Regions from separate parts of the Mus musculus genome. Here region 1 is linked to region 2. A link is a contact called in public promoter capture Hi-C data. All regions are on one chromosome and are shown on one strand. Each heading gives the region's core, a stretch centred on a gene start, on an enhancer-like site or on the middle of the called end of the contact. The rest is flanking DNA. Distances are from core to core; before and after follow the strand shown. Region 1 holds the start of Ube2o (ubiquitin-conjugating enzyme E2O). Region 2 holds the start of Sumo2 (small ubiquitin-like modifier 2).

Evidence for each region. Capture Hi-C pulls out chosen DNA fragments and counts their contacts.
Region 1: a promoter capture Hi-C map of pancreatic islet shows a contact between it and region 2. The contact joins the promoter of Ube2o here to the promoter of Sumo2 in region 2. A contact is called at or near these places in 1 of 39 promoter capture datasets (liver) and 1 of 9 other capture datasets (pancreatic islet).

The regions. Positions count from the first base shown.
Region 1 is chr11:116,580,000-116,583,047 of GRCm38.p6, reverse strand. It overlaps Ube2o (ubiquitin-conjugating enzyme E2O), which reads left to right and starts at 1,601. Exons shown (of 18, transcript NM_173755.3): 1 at 1,601-2,036. The coding sequence starts at 1,635.
Region 2 is chr11:115,534,577-115,537,527 of GRCm38.p6, reverse strand. Sumo2 (small ubiquitin-like modifier 2) reads left to right here and starts at 1,298. Exons shown (of 4, transcript NM_133354.2): 1 at 1,298-1,430; 2 at 2,845-2,951. The coding sequence starts at 1,410.

The sequences.
Region 1 (3,048 bases), core at 352-2,851, 1.0 Mb before region 2:
AGTTGACAACAACTTAAAAAAATTATTGTGATGATATCTGTGTACATGAGTTTGGGCACATGTGGGCATCTAGAAGATGAAGATGCAGTCACTCTGCAGGGCTACAACTTGATTAGGATGCCAAGGGTGCTTGCTAAACTTGACTGACTAGGAGTGAGGGCACATACCTGTAGTACTCACTAGGGAGGCAGACACTGGCAGATCTCTGTGTTTGAAACCAGCCTGGTTTACAGTGTGAGTTTACATAGATAGGTGGATTTCTGAGAGTCCAGGCCAGTCAGGGCTGCATAGTAAGACTCTGCCTCTTTTTTCTTTTCTTTTCTTTTCTTTTCTTTTCTTTTCTTTTCTTTTCTTTTCTTTTCTTTTCTTCTTTTCTTTTCTTTCTTTCTTTCTTTCTTTCTTTCTTTCTTTCTTTCTTTCTTTCTTTCTTTCTCTCTTTCTCCCCCCCCCACCTTTTTTTGATTTTTCAAGACAGGGGTTTTCTAATATATATATATATATATATATATAAAATTTTAAATTTCAATTAATTTTATTTATTTATTTTGGTTTTATTTTGTAGCCCTGGCTGTCCTGAAACTCACTTTGTTTGGTTTTTTTAAAGGCATTTTTTATTAGATATTTTCTTCATTTACATTTCAAATGCTATCCCCAAAGCCCCCTATACCCTCCCCTGTCACTTTGGGTTTTGTTTTTGTTTTTGTTTTTTGTTTTTGTTTTTGAGACAGGGTTTTTCTGTTTAGTCCTGGCTGTCCTGGAACTCACTCTGTAGACCAGGCTGGCCTCGAACTCAGAAACCCGCCTGCCTCCCAAGTGCTGAGATTAAAGGTGTGTGCCACTGCCTTGCAAGACTCACTTTGTAAGTCATGGCTGGCCTCGAATTCACAGATATCCTCCTGCCTCTGCCTTCCAAGTGCTGGGATTAAAAGCATGTGTCATAACTAAACCGCATTTAAAAAATTTTTGTTTGGCTTTTTTATTCTTTTGTTTGTTTTTACTTTTCGAGACAGGGTTTCTCTGTGTAGCCCTGGCTGTCCTGGACTCACTCTGTAGACCAGGCTGGCCTAGAACTCAGAAGTCCATCTGCCTCTGCTTCCCCAGTGCTGGGATTAAAGGCGTGCGCCACCACTGCTTGGCTTGTTTGGCTTTTTCGAGGCAGGGTTTCTCTGTGTAACCTGGACTTGCTTTGAGACCAGGCTGGCCTAAAACAGAGATGGGCTTGCCTCTGCCTCCTGAGAGCTGGGGGTTAAAGGCGTGGCCACCACGTCAGACCCGGGCATAATTTTTTTTTAAGAAATTACAGTCAGTTTTGCGTGCAGTCCCCGCCCCTCAACTCCGGTAGACCAGTACCCTTCCTCAGGCCCCTAATCCATCTTCGTTCCTGCAGCCCTGCCACGCCCCGCGGCAGTCCTTCCACCCCCGCCCCAAGCATCTTCAGCGTCCCCTAGCGACCGGGCGGCGGCTCCTAGCAACAGCATCCCGGCGCCCTAACGACGGCGGCACGCAGGCCTACGTCAGCGCGCTCGGCCCCGCCCCCGCGCCGCCGGCCCCGCCTCCCCGCGCCTTAGGCTGCCGCCGCCGCTACCGCCGCCGCTGTCGCTGCTGCCGCCGCCCGAGACTCGCGCAGAGCAGTTATGGCGGATCCCGCAGCGCCCGCACCCGCCCAGGCCCAGGCCGCCGCCGCCCCGACCCCGGCCGCAGCCCCCGCCGCCGCCGCCCCGCCGCCCGCGCCCGCTACGGACTCGGCCTCAGGGCCGTCCTCCGACTCCGGCCCCGAAGCAGGCTCACAGCGCCTGCTGTTCTCCCACGACCTGGTGTCCGGCCGTTACCGCGGCTCGGTGCACTTCGGGCTGGTACGCCTCATCCACGGCGAGGACTCGGACTCGGAGGGCGACGATGACGGCCGCGGCAGCTCGGGCTGCTCCGAGGCCGGGGGCGCGGGCCACGAGGAGGGCCGGGCCAGCCCTCTGCGGCGCGGCTACGTGCGCGTCCAGTGGTACCCGGAGGGCGTCAAGCAGCATGTGAAGGAGACCAAGGTGAGGCGGGCCGGGGCGGTCGGCAGGGCTCGGGGAGGGGAACGCCGCCTCGTCGCCCGGTGCACCGTCATCACACCGGCCTGGGCGCGCACGCCGGCAGGGCTGCTCCGGGCGAGGGGAGGGGCCTTGCGAGCGATGCTCGGCTGTGGTGTTGGCCTCGGGGTGATGGACGCGCACGGATGCCCGTGGGGACCTCCTCGGGCGCTGAGGCGCGTTCGGCGTTACACTAGTGCGGCGTTTTTTGCTTACAACCCCCACCGCTAAAGGAGGTCCGTGCTGCATTGTGCTTTCCGAAGGGAAGGCCGTGCCGGGGAGGGCTTGGCTGTGGGTATTCCAAAACAAAGATAGAGGTGAAAACCCAAGAAGTTGAGCAGATGCTGACGGAATGCATGGTGGGGCAGCGGCCCCACGTCTTTTTTGTTGTAACCCCTCTGCATCCTTTGAATTGCCTCGGAGAACTTTATGAGGGAAATGATGAACCAGTCCAGGGCCATGATATTAATAGTACTGAGGGAGATGGTGGCAGCTGCGACTGGGTGTCTAGGACTTCTTGGGGTGGGGTGGCCTATGAAATCGTGGACAGAAGAGAGAGGGACCAATGGGAAAAGCTGCATCTTGTTTTTTCGTTCTTTTGGTTTTAACCTGGGGCTCTTAAGCAAATACCACATTCTCCCACTGTTCGGGAAAGAGGCTTGTGAATGGAGCAGTTCTACAAGAGCGGACTGACATCATAAACCTAAGCCAAGATTGGTTTGCAGGCTTGTTTTCCTGAGTGTGTGGTTTTGTATCTGTCTCTCACATATCTTTACCTCACAGCTCCTCCTGTCCTGCCCCTCCCCATCAGGAAACATTTCTAAGCATGAATCAGGTCCCTGGAAGTGAGAGATCTGCTTTGGGGGAAGGCTGTTAAGTCACTGTTTTTTGCAGTGCTGAGGGTTGAACCCAGGAACTTGATGCTAAACCTCCAGCACTTTGACGTAGAGCTACGTCCTAAACCATTCTACTTTATTTT
Region 2 (2,951 bases), core at 49-2,548:
TGAGGCCAGGCTGGTCTACAGAGTGAGTTCTAGGACAGCCAATGCTATACAGAGAAACCCTGTCTCGAAAAACCAAAAAAAAAAAAAAAAAAAACAAAAAAACAAAAAAACCCAAAAACCAGAAAAAGTCTGTACTAAAACTCAAAGAAACAATTAAAATAAAGTTTAATAAAGAAAAAAAGATTAAGGTGTGCTACCACTGGCCTAAGGTGACAGAAAAAAAAAGCCTGTTTTGTGCAGAGTCGAAGGGAGTTGAGTAGGGGTGAGAAACGGGACGTATTACTGGTTTCAGCAAAGGTGACCTTGTGGAGAGTTCTAGTGGAGCTAAGAGGACAACAACAGATTGCAGTGGATTGAGGAGTGAGTGGGAGTTGAGGGGGTGGAGCAGCTGGCATGGGCATTTTTTCAAGCTGTTTGGTCGAGAAGAAGCACTATGGTGGTAATGTAATCGTGGTATTTCCCCCCTCTGTGGGAACACAGTAGTAGAAGAAAATACAGGGGTACAGGAAATAAAAACACCAAGTGAGAGCCACAGGGTGGCATGCACAGCAGAGGGCAGGATTTTCTTCAAATGCGAGGATCCTACTCCTACTTTGTACTGGATTAAGGGACGAAATGATTGATGGGCCCGTGAGCTTCAGGTTGGGTCGGCTCCCCTGATGGACTGTGTTCTCTGGAAGTTGGGAGGCAGGCCACAAGCAAGGAATCCTTTGAGTGGCTATAAGAACAGTTTTCCACAGCAAGAGTAGGGTTCCCAACAGGTTGGAAGACATTTGAGGCTCCCGGGTGGGAAGCTGGTTGATGGGGAAGGACGAAGGGACTGGGAAGTTTGATGTGCAGGGGGGAGTTGCATTTGTCCTACTGAACAGGAGTTTTTCTCACAACCCGCTGCTGCTTTTTTGATGGAGATGCCCCCTTCTACGTGGAGTTGGCCTTCCGTTCTCGACCTAGGCTCACCCCACGTCTAAGGCCACGCGCCTTCCTGTCCTCGCCGAGGACCAGCTGGAAGCCATTTTGATTATGCTCCACCAAAGAAGGAGGACAATACAGCCCCGCCCAGAGCCAGGCGCGCCCCCGCGGCGGGACTGGTGCGCGTGTCCGCGCCTCTTCCCGCCGACCTGGCGGGCGCCTGGCCCAGGCGGCGGAGGCGCGGGCCGTGGGGGGGAGGAGGAGGGGTGGTTATGTAAGCGTTGCGCGCTCCCGCGAAGCGGCAGCCAATGAGAAGCCCCGGATGCTCGTGCTCGCGCACGCAGGGCGGGGGGAGGGAAGCGCACGACGTGCGCGCGCCCTCTGCCTCGTCCACCGCTGCCGCCTCCTCCTGCCGCTCCTGGTGCTGCTTGTGCGCTCCCTCAGTGCGGACCCGGTGCCTCTTTTGTGAAGCGGCAGCTGAGGAGACTCCGGCGCTCGCCATGGCCGACGAGAAACCCAAGGTGAGCTCGCGGCGGCCGGCTGCGCCTCACCGTGCGGACCGGTGGGTGGCGCGGCCCGGGGTCCGGCCGAAGCCCGCCGCGGGCTTCCCTGCCTGCCCGGGGCCCCCCACGGGGCCAGCGGCGGCTCAGGCCCGGCGCTCCGCGCCATTTTCCTCTCTCGCTCTCTTCCTCCCGCCCGCGCCCGAGGAGGCCCGGCGCCCTCCCCCGCCCCCAGGCCCTCGGAGCGCGCGCGGCGCGGCGCGAGGCGGGCAGGCGGCGCTTCGCGGGAGCCCGCGGGCCCGGCGGCCCCGCGCTGGCTCCTCGGCGGCGCCCGGCGCGTGTAAGGAAAGCGTTGGGCGCGCGGGGTCTGGGGCGGCGGCGAAGGCGGGAGTCGTGCGGCCCGGGGTTTCCCTCTCGGGGCTGGGGCCGCGCCGGATCGGTGGTGTGTGCTCCGGCAACCCCGAGTGGGGGATTCCAGAGTCGGTCCGGCTCGAGGCCCAAGGGGCCCGCGGGGGAGGGGCTGCGCTCTCCGCCGTGCGCCCAGAAACCCGCACCCTGGCGGGAACCATGTGGCTTGTTGTGGTTGGAGGCTTAGGTGCGAGCAGAGAGACACGGGCTCAACTTGAGAACGCGCCCTCGGAGGCACGGGCTACTCTTGGCTGCGGACTAGGGGACCAGCATCAGTCCAGGGCAGGGCACTCTCTGGCCCCGACTCTATTTGGAGGGGGACACAGGATGGACGAATCGAATCCTTGGACATAAACATTTGATTTGCTGAACTGCTGTTGGGGTTGCAATGTACGGGAATACTTGCACGAAGACTGTATTGCAGCCATGACAGCAAAGGAGAGGGGGAAAATAAGCTCTGAACTGAAAATGAAGCAGTTATATAGTCGAACGTTAATCGGAAGATGTAAAAAGGGAGACTCGGGATATCCCTCAGTTGAGTGTGTTCGGTTTTTTTTTTTTAAAGATATGTTCATTTGATATCATTGAGCAGAGTTTGCTAACTTTTATCAAGAAGGTAGCAGTAAAATTTGAAATACAAGGTATGGTTTTCTCACTCCCACCCCAAACCGACTCTAGTAGTTGTAGCTTTGAAAAGAGAAAGGACACTGGTGTTTATGGGAAGCGACAAATTTGGGCGATGACAGGAAATAATGCCATTTTAGAAAATTTAACCTCAGATGCATCACAAATTATGCAAGGAGTTTCTAAGTGTATTGTTGCCTTGCTAGTATCAGTGCTTCTGTACCAGACTTGTAACACTTTGTGCAGGGTTTCTGATCTTTCAGCCCAGGGGCTGGGAACAGCTGTATGCTGTTGGAGAGCCTGAGAGAAACCTGTTGATTCTGAAGCGTTCGGGCCCGCAGCTTCTTTAAAGGTGTTTGTGTTTCACAGTTTCCAAATTACACTCTTATTTTTCTTTCAACAGGAAGGAGTCAAGACTGAGAACAACGATCATATTAATTTGAAGGTGGCGGGACAGGATGGTTCTGTGGTGCAGTTTAAGATTAAGAGGCATACACCACTTAGTAAACT